Linked DNA regions of Sus scrofa: region 1 is linked to region 2. Evidence: chromatin contacts called from public Hi-C data. All regions are on one chromosome and are shown on one strand. The core of a region is the stretch at or near the end of the contact, and the rest is flanking DNA. Distances in the headings are between cores, read along the strand shown.

Region 1 (7,254 bases), core at 232-2,731, 270 kb after region 2:
CTGTCTTAGAATAAACCTTGTCATGTCCTCTTTTCCCTGTGCAAACGCTCCTCTTCTGCCACTTTCTGTTTATGCAAAGATACAGCTGGACGGAGGAGGTTTCGCAGAAAGCACCTGCATCATTTGACTCAGGACAGACGCCAGTCTCCTTATATGTGTGAGACCCTCAGGAGAGCATCTAGTCAAGGGGCATTTCAATGCTCACCAGCTTCTCACAGCCATCAGATAGCGAGATCTTCAAATACCCAAAATGTGGATGCACCTTTCTTCTAAGAAAGAACTAACAATCCACGGCACACTGGCCTACTCTCACAAAAAGTATAAAATTAAGTTGATGTTGTGGGCTGAATTGTGTGTGGTCCTGCTCCAGCTCCAGCCCCACCCCCAAATTCCAATGTTGAAGCCCTAACTCCCTGCCCCTAGGGGTGTGACTCTATTTGGAGATAAGGCCTTCAAAGACCTGACTAAGTCACGTTGAGGCCATGAGGGGTGGCCCGACTCCAATCTCACTGGTGTCCTTTTAAGAGGAGACGTGGACATGGAAAGACACCAGGGACACACAGAAGAAGGACCACGTGTGGACAAAGGGGGACAGACGGGCATCTGCACAAGCCAAGGAGGAAGGCCTCCCGAGAATCAACCCTGGTGGCACCATAAACTTGAACTTCTAGCCTCCAGAACTGTGAGGAATCAACTGCTGTTGTTGAAACCATCCAGTTCGTAGTATTTTGTTATGGCAGCCTGAGCAAACTAAAAGAGCAGGAAAGAGAAAACAGAAGTGACCAATTACTTAACAAGTGAGATAGAAGTATAAGACTTCTTTCTAGAGTGATCAAAACAGTCTTCAGATGTGTGATGGGGCCCTGGGGACACAACAGCCTGACCCACAAACCACATTCCCAGCCTGATCCCTCTCACAGTGCTTGGCCAGAGGGCAGCATCCTCGCTCTGTGACTGCAGAGAGATCTGCCAGGTGAGGTGGGCCTGGGAGGATGGGTAAGATTTGCTGGCAGAGAAGACAAGGGACAGCAAAGAGAGGCCACATGCATCCAGAGGACATTCAAACCCCAACTGAGAAAAAAACAACAAAAAACCTGAACAATGGACAAGAGGAATCAACCCCACAAGATCAAATCAGCAAATACACATGAAATATTGGCCCATCTCCCTCATCACCATATTCAAATTAAAATATATGATTTAATTTCCCTTAAATAGGGAAAACTCAACATTTAAATGTTCAGTCTGTGTATACAAACATGAGCACATTTAGAAAATGGTAATTCATAGACAGGGGCACTGCTGCTTAGGGGGAGAGAGAAGTGACCTGGCCAAGGTCACAGGGTGGGAGAGGCAGAGGTCAGGCAGAAACTCAGGTCTTTCTAGAACAGTGCTTCTCAACTGGGGTGACTACCGTCAAAAGGACATTTGGCAGCGTGCAGGAGTTTTTGGCTGCCACCATGTGGGGATCTGCCACTGCTATCTATTGGGTAGAAGCCAGAGATGTGACAAACATCCCACAACTCACAGGTCAGCCAGCCCAACAGTCAACAGTGTCGCCCTAGGGAAACCCTGTTCTAGAAACCACATTCTTGCAACCTTTCTGAAATAATTTATTTTTTTTTTAATTACCAAAACAGGAGTTCCCATTGTGGTTCAGTGGGCTAAGAACAAAACACAGTGTCCATGAGGAGGTAGGTCTGAGCTCTGGCCTAAGAGGGTTAAGGATCTGGTGTTGCTGTGAGTAGCAACACATCTGCAGACACAGCTCAGATCCCGAGTTGCTGTGGCTGTGATGTAGGCCAGCTGCTGCAGCTCCAATTTGATCCCTAGCCTGGGAACCTCCATACACTGCAGGTGCGGCCCTGACCCCCCCCAAAAAAAGTTACTAAAACAGCCAAAGGCATACAGAGGGAAGAGACAAAGTCACAGCTATCAAATCATACTGCAGAACATTCCATTTCTAAACAAGAGAAACCTCCCAGTCCTCACGCCTCCAGCACCAGCCTAAGCTCACAGGGCTCCAGCTGGATCCTGATTCCCAGCCTTCCCCACAGGTCCTCCTGGCCTCCTGCCTCCGACCACACCTACCTGGTCAACCCTCCCACCCACCTCTGCTCCACACATCCTTGTTAGAAGGTCACACAATCTGTAGGGACCAGTGGAAAATGAAAATGTGGGCCCTTTGTCCAAAACTTGCAAGACAGAAATTTCGAGAGCATTAAACCAAGCACAGAGCTGTCACCCAGTCAAAAGTGTGGGGCTGGTGTGACTGCAGCCACGGAGCACCAGCCCCTCGCCCTTCCCAGCCTCTGTACCACGTCCTTCATTTTCATCCTTTTCCAAAGTGCTCCCACCACTTTAGCGTCACACCCGAAGCTTAGCTCAGAACAGAGGACAGGCCCAGGGTGGCCAGGGCTGAGTCCTATGCTGGAACTTTCCACCACAGCCTCCACACCCCTGGCCCCTTCACTTACCACGAAGAGCCCTCCATGCCAGTCACCCAACCCTCCCCTCTTCAAAGGGGACTCTGGAACCCAGGTCATCACCTTCCTCGATGGCTCAAACCCATCATGACCCTAAGTGATGTCAGGCCCCAGACCCACGGGCGCCCTCGGTGCACAAATGGCCACCAGAGCCCCAAATATCTCCACCCACCTTCTACCTCAGCCACCCACAGCCACACTGGACTTCATTACTACCCAGAAATGCTCCGTCTCTGAAAACCCCAACACCAGGGTCCCCGACTCAATTTTCAGGTCCTTCTAGCGCCCCTTTCTGAGATCAACAGACCAACACTGGGATAAGAGCTGAGATTAACTCAAAAGTCAACTAGAATGTTAATTATCAAAAGTCTGGCACTGGTTCAACACTTTCATACATTCTTCTGGTCCTCGACAGAACCCTCCCATTCCGTTTTCCAGGGAAAAAACAATGCTGAGAGGGTTTGAGAAAACTGGTCTTGGTGGACCTGTCAGCCAGTAGTCCAGGCTCAGGCACTTGATCACAAAGCAGAATTGTTTCCGCCTGAGTCTATGCAGAACACTTTCAAACTGACCCATCATCAAAAGAATGCAAATGAAAAACAACAGTGTATGTTTTCAACCCAGCAGACTGACAAAGAGCAAAAAGAACCACGACCAGATTAGTGACAGTGTGGAGGAGACAGGTACTGTTAGAAAGAAAATTAAAAACGGATACCGTATTTCTAGAGGGTAATTTGATGAAATATATGAACAGTCTTGAAGAGCAAAGAGTTTGATGCAAACAGTTCACTTTTTGCAGAAATATCTAGATGTATTTACATGAATATTCATTAAGAGAAAAAACCCAAATACTTTGGTAATTATCATCTGGGACTGATTGAATCAGAGTAATAACTGTCATCACTAATACAACCATCAACAGGTACTGTCACAGCCAAAGTAAAGTGCTTTTATCTTGACAGAGTCTCACCTAGTCCTCACAACTCGGTAGATTTTGCAAATGAAGGAAACGCTGCCTAAATGGTTAAATAAACTGGCCACTCATACATTCAATGAGTAGTTCAGCTGCAACATGACTCCAGAATCTGTACCTTAGAGAAAGAGGGTGTAGAGCTGTATTTATTAACATGGAAAGATGCTCAGGATGTACTTTTTTCTTTTTCCATTTTACACTTGCACCTGAGGCACACAGAACTTCCCACTCTAAGGGTGGAATCAGAGCTACAGTTGTGGTCTACACCACAGTCACAGCAACACTGGATCCGAGCCACATCTGAGACCTACGCCACAACTTGAGGCAATGCCAGATCCTTAACCCACTGAGCGAGGCCAGGGATCGAACCCATGTTCTCAGAGAGACAATATCAGGTTCTTAACCTGCTGAGTCACAACGGGAACTCCCAGGATATACTATTGGCAGTGAAAATATAAGTTATATTAGAACAGAGCAAATCCGCATTCAAGATTTAACTCTTTAAAATGACAGAGTTCCTATCGTGGCTCAGAGGTTAACAAACCCACTGGTATCCTTGAGGACGCGGGTTTGATCCCTGGCCTCACTTAGTGGGTTAAGGATATAGCGTTGCCGTGAGCTGTGGGTGTAGGTTGTAGACGCAGCTTGGATTCAGTGTTGCTGTGGCTGCGGTGTAGGCCGGCGGCTACAGCTTCGATTGCACCCCTAGCCTGGGAACCTCCATATGCCTCAGTGGGTGAGGCCCAAAAAAGACAAAAAAAGAAATGACAGGCAGTGCTGGTAGTTTACTACCTTCCCAAGTCCAAGCCCGTCCTTCCCTTCCCTGCCCTCAGGTTCTGGGCCAGGACCCTACAGACTACATTTCCTGGCTCCCTTTCTAGCCGGCTTCCTGCCAGGAGCAGAGGGAGAGACTGCCTGCCTTCCTGTCTCAGTCAGTGTGGCCCTAGCATCATTGACCCCAGTCCTTCAGAGGGACATCCCCATCCACCCACACACTGAGGAACCCCCCAGCTAGAGGGCGCCCCCTCCACAGAGGTTCAGCATCATCCCTGACAGGGTTCAGGCCACCCCAGTTCCCAGACTCAGAACACAGCACATTCAACTAACACACAATTCCTAAGCTCCTACTGTGCATCGGGGCCTCTGCCAGGCACTGGGGACACTGCACCTCCATGGTGGGCTCAGCTCTGCCCGCAGGGCACCTGTCTCCCAACCAGGTCAGTGGCTCAGCAGAGAACCAGGACCAGGTGCTAAAACAGGAAGTGCTCTTGCTTCAGTCTAGTGAGATGCTGGGCAATTCTGATTTCCTTTTTATCCTCTCCTATGGTTTCTTTTTCTGTTGTTTTTCATGACTATTTACTTTTATAGTCAGAAAATCCAATAACTAGCTTTAAAATAAAGTGGACAAACTAGTTTTCCCTCTGATTCCTTAATGCTTTGGTATAGGATTGGCAAGATGAGCTGAAAACTAAACTGGAAAATAAAAAAGGTGCTGCTCTCAATATATAGTCATGAATGATATTTGGGGAAGAATATCCTCTGTTCTGCCCCCCCCCCCCATAAAGTCAAAAGAGATCCATCCCAGGAACAATGACAACAAAAACGCCTACAGAAGCACCTGGCATGTTTCTAAGCAGTAAGCTATGACTTAGTACCCTAGAGAACTATTTCAGGTGTCAAACATGAGACCACAGGGAAAAGGTCGATTCTAGATAACGTTAACTAATTCCCTTCTTACCTAAGTGGAGAGAGCACTTAGTACCAGGACCGATACCTGCGAAAGCCTACAACTGGCCCTGGGCTCTGTCTTCTCCCATCTTTGGACAGCTGTGGAAATTCTCTGCCTTGCGTGTCACACAGCCCACCACTGCATCTGCTTTATAAGGACCACTGGCAGGAAGGACTGCTTTTACTCCCTGATGATGCCTTTGTCCATCACAGCCTCTGAGGATGTGAACGGAGAACAAAGGATGGTCCAGCCCACTGGGGTTGCTAGAGCATGCATATCTTGCCACACTTTCTCTCTCTCCCCCTCCCTGTCCCTCTCCCTCCCTATCTCTCTCTCTCTCTCTCTCTCCTCATTAGCTTGCTTACAACAGCACACCATTCCTGGCATTAGGTTTGTAAAATGCTGTAACCCAAAGATCTCTGGAGTCTGTACTAGAGCCAGCTGTCATCACTGCAGATAAGGAAGAAAGATGGAAGTAAACTGCCCTTTTTCAAGAATACTTACACGAGTTACAGAAACGTCTAGTACAAGAGATTCTACTAATGATACATCCAGCTTTTTCAGAGAGGAGGCAGCTGCAATCTATCCAATGAGGTGGAGTCTAGTGTTTTAACACAAGGTCAAGGGAGGTGGGGTACTTTCTCCCCTATAACCTTAGGCACATTATGATGCCTCGATCTCAGTGAACAGAAATACAATCCTTTACCTTGAAGGGGTGGGAGGAAGGCTGATAAGGCACAAAGTTGCTAGGGCAGTGCCTAGCACACAAGAGGGCATCAAGGAGTTCCCACTGGTGCAGTGGAAATGAATCCAACCAGCAACTGTGATGTTGCAGATTCAGTCCCTGGCCTCACTCAGTGGGTTAAGGATCCAGCATTGCCATGAGCTGTGGTGTAGGTTGCAGCCCCGGCTTGGATCCCAAGTTGCTGGGGCTGTGGTGTAGGCCGGCAGCTGTAGCTCTGATTCGACCCCTAGCCTGGGAACCTGTCACAGGTGCGGCCCTAAAAAGAAAAAAAAAAAAAAGAGAGGGCACCAATATGTGTCATTTCAAACTCAAAGCGGAGGGTCAGGCGTCCTGAGCACTAACCAGGTCCCTGCCTGCTTTGCATCTCTGACCCTGTTATGAGGTCTCGTCTCCCCTCCCCCAACCTCCATGTCTAAAACTCTGCTGGCATCCAGCATGTTGGTGGCTTGATGGTCCATAAATAGCTTGAGTTGGAGGGTCTTCTTAAATGGAGTTAAGAAAATAAAGAAAGGGGAGGTTTGTCATTTTTAAGTCCCCTTTGCAAGGGGATGTGAAATTCTCACTTCAAGAGTCATCATTATCTGGGCCTCAATGTTCCTTAAGTATCTGGCATTAAGGAGGTAAGTGGGAAGATCTCTTCTGGAACACATAGGCTTGGCTGAGCCAGTAATGAGAAAGAGATTCAAGGCAGCTGTCTCTACAAAACCGAGTACAAGAGTCCCAGAACTCCCTTTTCTAGAGCCTGAGTTTCAAACTCTGCCGTTCAGACAGCCTCTGAGGCTTACAACACAGGAGCCCATCTGTCAGGCTGCAACGAGGCAGAGGAATCGGTCAACATCAGTTCCCTAAGTATCCCCATAGGAGGACACAGAGAGTCCACCTGAAAATGGAACACAATCACAGACATTACCTTAGAATCAGAATTTTAAAGTGGGTGGGTCCAATTCAGGTAGAAATTGTGTTGGGGGGAGGAGAGGAGATGACAAACCAGGCACCTGCTAGCGTGACGGTGATCTGAAATTTGCCATGACTGTAGTCTCATGCTCACCTTCGTAAAACAGTGCTGCACTGTTTTCTAAGCCCCCATGAGTTTCATCAGACAGCAGCTTGGAATGCAAGAGCCCAGCAAGGTTTTCTAACCACAGGCAGGGTTCTAAGATTATTTCACATTTTAAATATGAAATTTAGAAATTGGAGATAAACAACAGGAATTTTCCCAACACGCATATTAGCTACACTCAATCTAAATGACACATACAGGAGTTCCCATCATGGCTCAGCAGTTAACAAACCCAACTAGCATCCGTGAGGTTGTGGTTTC
Region 2 (6,583 bases), core at 442-2,941:
ACATCCACGTCATTCAGAGTCATGTGAATGGTCCAGACAGGGGAAAAAACGTGCTTTCCGGTGAGGTGAGGCAATCAAACAGAAGCACAACACCTCTCCAGGCCTGTTTTCTACAAATGCCCTTTGGGGAGCCCTCTCTTCTGGCTGCGCTGGCCTGTTGTGGGCAGGGAGGCCACTGTGTGGTCAGAATGTGTCCCACAGGCCCCTGCCACCTGCCTCCTAAGAGCAGGAGAGCAAAGCCTGAGGGGGAAACCAGCCTGAGGGACACAGCACCCTGAATGGCAGGAGCTCCTGAGGTCCCCTCTGTGCTGGGTTTCACAGAACTCTCCCTCTACCCCGCAGCCTGGAGAACTCCTCAGCGCAGCTGTGCCAGCGCGTCTCCCTGGGCAGGGGTCCTTGGTCAGACCTGACACTCCTCGGGCCAATGACGCTACCAAATCCCACTGACTGATGGCTTCTGGCTGGCCATGGAAGGCCTTTAACCAACGTGGCTACAGGGAATTTATCCATAGCTCTGGACCAATTTAAGGTGGGAGGAAAAACCCAGTCTGTTGAGAGGCTGGGAGCTGTCATATCCACATGCGGATACACAGGGAAATTTCTGCTTCCCAGAATAACTGCGGAAGGATGGAGTTTGGGAGAGGAACTCCCCGCAGGAAGCAGGAAGGGTGGGTTTAAGCCTTCACATCTCCAACAGGACCCCCTTCAAATTTTGGTTTAATTTCATCAGCATCACTGACATTTCATACTCAAAATTCTGAATGGGCAGGGAACACAGCATTCTAGCCTCTAGCCCGGCAGTATACTCGCTAAATGTTTAAAATACTATTTGTTGACAACCAGGTGGTTTTCCGTCACTCACCATGTGTGAGCTCTGGGCAGTTTCTCAGGACTTCCCCATTGCTCTATTGTAAACAGCTGAGGACCATTGGAACCTAGATGAAAGAACAAAGAAAAATAGACGCTTAGAGGGCTCAAGGCAGAGGAACATGGTGAAGGAGGGGATAAAGGAAAGGGAGGGGCGGGGGGCCCGAGACCCCCTCTGAGGCTGTTTAACAACGGGGCAAGCAAGGGGTCTGCACAACCTCATGACACAGACTCTGTGCCACTGTCAGACTGGAATCGCGCCAAGCTGAACACAACAGACGTGACAACATATGGACATGCGGACATCTACAGCCTTTCAGTCCAACCCGTGAAGTTTAAATTTCGAACTACTTCTGGGGGGAAAAAAATGAAACATGACCTTGAATATGCCTCATGGAGGGAAGGAGTGCCTTAAATATTCTGTTTACAAACACAGGAATGATTCTGCAAAATCCGGTTGTTTGTGAAGATATACCAAAAAACAAAACTCCCCCCCCCACCAAAAAAAAGAAAAGACCAATGTTAGGACTCTCTGCATGAAAACAAAAAAGACCCCCTCCCCTGCCCCTTCATGTAAAGGGAACTACACACACAGCTGAGAGGAGGGCACATTGCCCCATCTCTTCAGGGTCCGTGCAAAGTCCACTTGTCTAGGGGCCTGGAGGCACTCTTCTCGGGCTGCAGCTGATGCCTGGCTAGAGGAGAACAAAATCTAAAGGTGTCCTGCTCACCATAAAGCTCGGCAAATCCATTCATAGGTACTCGGGACGTCCCGGTGACGAACTGCAGTAACCGGATCCGCTTCTCGGCGTCCATCAGCAGCACAGCCTATGAACGGAGGCAGAAGGTCAGGTGAGCCCATGTGACACATGGCCCGTGCTGCTGTGATGCAGACAGGCAAAACAACCTCACTACCCTGCAGCCGAAGATCTAGACCATTGACCCTAAAAGCGGTTTCCTACGGTCACCACAGTACTGGCCTCTGTGATCTCAGAGAGCGAGAGATCACAAGGTCTCTTTCTTCTTCTGCCAACTGGTCAAAAGAAGTGGTGTTCAAAGCAAACTCACTAATGGCCCTGAGCTCAGGTTTCTGTATGAGGCTTGCCAGTGGCCCCCGGCCAACTATAAACATAGACAGTTTGAGAAGTGTTGACCCAGGGGGAACCCAGGTTATGTGGTGGGATTGCTGACTATAGACAAATTCTCTAAAGATAACATTTTATAAAAAGAAAGAAAAACAGAGGCCAGGGTAGCCTCTGAAATAATCTGTGTATCTTATGTATCTGAATTATTCTAAGAATCGAGTTGCCTTCACTGGTAAAGCCCCTTGAATTGAAATAAAAAATATTCAAACTTAAAGCTGAGCGAGACTTGGATGAGGATTTGGGGATTTGAAGGTTCTGTTTTTCTTTTCTCTATGTTTCGCTATTGGCACCTGAAGTATTATTAGTAACACAAATAAATAATCAGCTTTTCTTCCCTGTGACTATTCTTTCCTCAGTTTACCATCTCTCCCTTGGACCCACCCCCACTTTCTCTGTCACTTCTCTCCTAAGCTGAACAGGATGCAAACACTGGCCTTCAGAGAGCACAGCAGATTTTATCTGTATCTTTGATTGAAAGATGTAAAGATCATAATGTTTGTTGAAATTAACCAGGGGGAAAAAAAAAAAATCTGGGAAAAGGGTTTTTTAATCCAAAGTGGCATCTTAGAAAAGTCAGTCCCAAAGCATGTTTTTGCCCTGAGAAATCTCCCATTCTTGGTTACACTTTGGAGGATTAGTTCCAATTCTTGAATCTCGCTTTTCAGAATCATCCTCCTGAATGATATCCTCAAACAAAAGCATGTTAATCAGGTGGCTGCTTCAAGACTGCTGTCTACCACAGTTACAGAAGAGCAGCAGGATGGGCTGCTTTGGATTCAGCCGGCTCTTCTCTCCCAGCAGGCCAGGTGCCAGCAGCGCCCCGACTTCCAGCAGCAGGACCGTGGGAAGCAGCACAGGGCCCCCTACCCGACCCAGGAGGAGCAGCAGGGACCGGTCCTGGCCTTACCTTCCAGAACCACTGAATCACAGGGTGGTTTGGGCAGTAGCCATTCTTGTAAATAGAATGTTGTCGCCAGTCGTTCACATCCACATCACCAAGGCCGCACATCAGCAACTGGGAGGGAGATGGACCAGAGTTAAAGGGGGCACTCCTCGAAAGCCAAAGAAACACACGCAGAGATAAGGCCCTTCCTCAAGGACAGAGCCACGGTGTGTGCCAAGCAAGACAGGCCAGTGATGCACAGATACAAACGAAGGGAGGGACATGTGTTCCAAAGCCTCCCTGCTGCAGATCAGACAGCAGCGGTAACAGGGGCCCGGTCTAAAACCTGTATGGCTACCCATCTCCCACGGGAAGTTCCAAGGCCAGATCGCCTTCCCTGCCCGCTAATCTCAGCACCTCGCTCAGGGATCTTCTCACACTGCATTTACATCTGCTCATTATTTTGGCTGTTTCCCCTTCTGAGAGGTTACTTGTCTCAAGATGTGAAACCACCTCCCCACTCACAAAAGAACTCGAGTTTTATGACAGTAAGAACGCATCTCCCCCAGATCCATCGACCCAGGTGAGGGCGGCAAACTCATGTGCCCAGAGGTCCGTGGCTGCACCAGCACTAACGCAGTAATCGCTTCTCTGACTTACAATCTTAGGTCCACTTTTCTTATTACCGAACCCTCTGAAGGGCAGGTTTCCTGTGGACAAATGCATGATATTCCTGCAGAGGCACCAGAGTAAAATGCAAAAAAAACTAAACTAGAGGCTCGAAAGCTGGGTTCACAGGCCTGACTGTGCCAAAACCCTGCTGGGTAACCCTGCGAGGTCATTAACTGCTCCCGCCCTCAGTTTCTATCAAACCAAGGGCCTCTTCTGCATGATGCCTATGACGTCATCTATCTGGACTTTTGCCTCTTAAGGTAGAAGAACAGAAAGCCCATCTATGGGAACACGTCATTGGACGTGGTCTGGACAAATGGCAACGGAGTCCTATCAGATGGCCTCTTAACAGACACAGCCTTCCTTCTGCTGTTCCTTTCAACACAAAGGCAGAGAGATCCCTCTGCTTTTGAAATTCCCAATTCTCATCCACACCAACACCAAGCAGCTGGCACAAGCTAAGCTGGTGCACAAGGACCACCACCTTGCTGCTTTCGACCTGCCTTCTTACTCTACACAGCCCACTTCGAGTTCATCGAGACCCCTCTCTACAGCCCCTCGTGGACGCCCGCACTCGCTCCTGGCCAAGTCCCCACTCGGATGCCATGGGTGGGTGTGTGGAAGTGCAGGGCCCTCAGCCGGCCGCGCCCTGGGAACAGGGTGCTGCCACCCCAGCTCTACTAACAACAGCAGTTTTCCCCTCATGGTGCACCAGCTCAGAGCCCCCTCCCCGCCTGCTATGTCCCTCTCCTGGGCCAGGAACCTACAGGTGACCACTTCTGCTATTCCCCACTCCCCGATCAGCAATCAGGCAAGCCCCTAAAAGACCTGAATTAGAAAGTCATGTAAGCTTACTCGCCGGGACATTATGAATCTAGAATATTAAAATATCATCTGTGAGGTAATGAGATACTTAAAAAATCTCCTTTACACAAATGTTTACAAACCTCCAGCTCATTTTCGTCAAAAATTTTAATCAAATCAATAGGAAGCAGTTCCGTGAATCCCTGAAAGGAAAAAAAAAATCATTCTTAACACCTTTTTCCTTGAAAGAGACATTTCACAGGATAAACTTTTTTCAGTTAGCTAGAAAAATACATTGTTCACTGATGATTTGCAGCTATCAGTAGTTGGTAATTTCAAATAAAAACAGCATAGTCACAATGTAAAATTTTGAAAAGCAGTAGACTCAAGCAGATTCAGGCACTTGAGTAATTTTTGAAACATTATGAAAATAGGGGTTGCTGCAGGCAGGTGGATTCCAAAAGCCACTTATGACACACCACTGTGACTCAGGGTGTCCTCAGAGGCACAGGCATGCAAGTGAGCCATTCGAGAATAAGGTCTGGGAGGCATACAGATGAAAGAGGAGAGGAAGCAGCGTGGTCAGGAGAGAGGAGACAGGGAGTACAGAAAACCTGCCCCAGGTCCCAGGTTAGTGATCACTGACCAATGCGGTGACCCAGCACGGACGCTCCACGTTGCCCAGCCTGGTGTGTGGCTGGTTTCTGAGTGTGTGATTACCTGGGTGGGCCAGGTGGGATGAAACCTGCTGTTCTTGAGTGCGTCTAACTCGCAGGTTACACCCTACGTCCTGGAATTTTTTTTGAGCGTTCTGCCTGGGTTGGCGCTTTGTTCACCATGTGCAGGGAGCTGAGCTGGGGTGGGCTTAAGAGAGCATCGGCCAACAAGAACTCTGCCTTGGTTCACTGGAAGCTTATAATGTAAACCTGGGGCTTTAATACCCGTCATCAGGATTTTAAAAGGAATTGCACTTTGGGTCAAAGGGAGCTATTTTTAAAAACCCCTACTTTCTGCAATGGGCTTCTCCTCAGGTCCTGGGAGCATCGCTGACATCAAGCACTTGAATCTGAGAAGTACGTGCTTCTCCCTTGAATAGGGTGGAGAGTAACTCAGCCACAAGGGAAGGACAGGAGAGTTAAAAATGTTTGAGGAATTCCCACCATGGTGCAGTGGGTTAAGAACCCAACTGCAGCAGCTTGAGTTGCTGCGGAGGTGTGGGTTCAATCCCTGGCATGGCGCAGAGGGTTAAAGGATCTGAGTTGCCGCAGCTGTGGTGTAGCTTACGACTGTAGCTCAGATTCAATCCCTGGCCCGGGAACTTCCATAAGCCAGGGGTGTGGCCGCAAAAAAAAAAAAAAAAAAAAAAAAAGTCCAACGAATGAAGGGGAAGGCACTGTTCCTGGGGAGTGAAGGCCTGGCTGGACACTGCCCTGAGTCCTCACATTTCCTAGATCAAGGGAGCCCAAGACAGAGATGCTCCCAGCCTTCCCTGGGTGCCGCCTAAAACTGCAGGACGATGGTTCTAGCCTCCGTGGGGGAACCTGCTTTTCTGGAGCAAGTATAAAAATGTCTCTTTAAAAACAACACAAATTAAAAAGTGAGAGCGGTAAAGCCAGAAAACACTGAACAAAAGAAAACAAAAGGGTGGCGGGACGCTCCTGTGCTGGAGCCTGGAAATGGTGTGAATAGGGTAGTCCTGCCCTTTCTGCCCGGCCCCCGGCCCCCAGGGATCACCTTCGCCCCCACCTTCACCGCCCAATGAAAAGAGTTGCCCTCTCTCAACGAAAGGCACAGGCGGGAATTCCTAGCGAGCACAACTCACCTCCAGGAAGGCGTTCATTTGCTTCTGGACCCTGTTCACAAATCTCCACTGGATGACGAGGCTGCGGGAGGAAAAGGCAGCAGCATTTAACCATCTTCCTCATCACTGTGTGCCTTTCTTTCCTCACAACTGCAGGGACCTCTCATCAGGGGAAGGAGAAAAGCCCTAGAGAGGCCACGGAGAGAGGGGGCCTGCTGCTGGGGGACTGCTGCTGATATACTGATTTCTTTTTTGACGGGGTGGGGGTGGGTGGGAAGGGGGTGGATAACAAACATATATGACGAGCCTACAATCTCAGCGGGGATTTCACAAGAAAGACCGGTTCCCCCGGCCCTTAGTTTATCAAAGTTGCCTAATAAATGTAACTGCATGGAGAAAAGGGAAAATGCC

Evidence for each region. A called contact is a pair of places that touch in the nucleus more often than the background predicts.
Region 1: a Hi-C map of liver shows a contact between it and region 2, with 2.3 times the contacts expected there. The contact joins two enhancer-like sites. A contact is called at or near these places in 2 of 47 Hi-C or Micro-C datasets (embryonic fibroblasts and liver).

What each region holds. Positions count from the first base shown.
Region 1 is chr1:162,639,155-162,646,408 of Sscrofa11.1, forward strand. The region is part of intron 1 of NEDD4L (E3 ubiquitin-protein ligase NEDD4-like); the gene reads right to left. Among named protein-coding and RNA genes, the nearest start is that of NEDD4L, 94 kb to the right of the region's middle. Within about 2 kb of position 1,482, at least 6 of the 83 cell types and tissues checked have an H3K27ac peak or open chromatin away from gene starts, as enhancers often do. A contact at or near this core is called in liver, where this site is marked.
Region 2 is chr1:162,373,355-162,379,937 of Sscrofa11.1, forward strand. NEDD4L (E3 ubiquitin-protein ligase NEDD4-like) reads right to left here. Exons shown (of 32, transcript XM_021073866.1): 27 at 6,194-6,254; 28 at 4,515-4,574; 29 at 2,920-3,027; 30 at 1,599-1,695; 31 at 863-935. Among named protein-coding and RNA genes, the nearest start is that of MIR122, 47 kb to the left of the region's middle. Within about 2 kb of position 1,692, at least 10 of the 83 cell types and tissues checked have an H3K27ac peak or open chromatin away from gene starts, as enhancers often do. A contact at or near this core is called in liver, where this site is marked.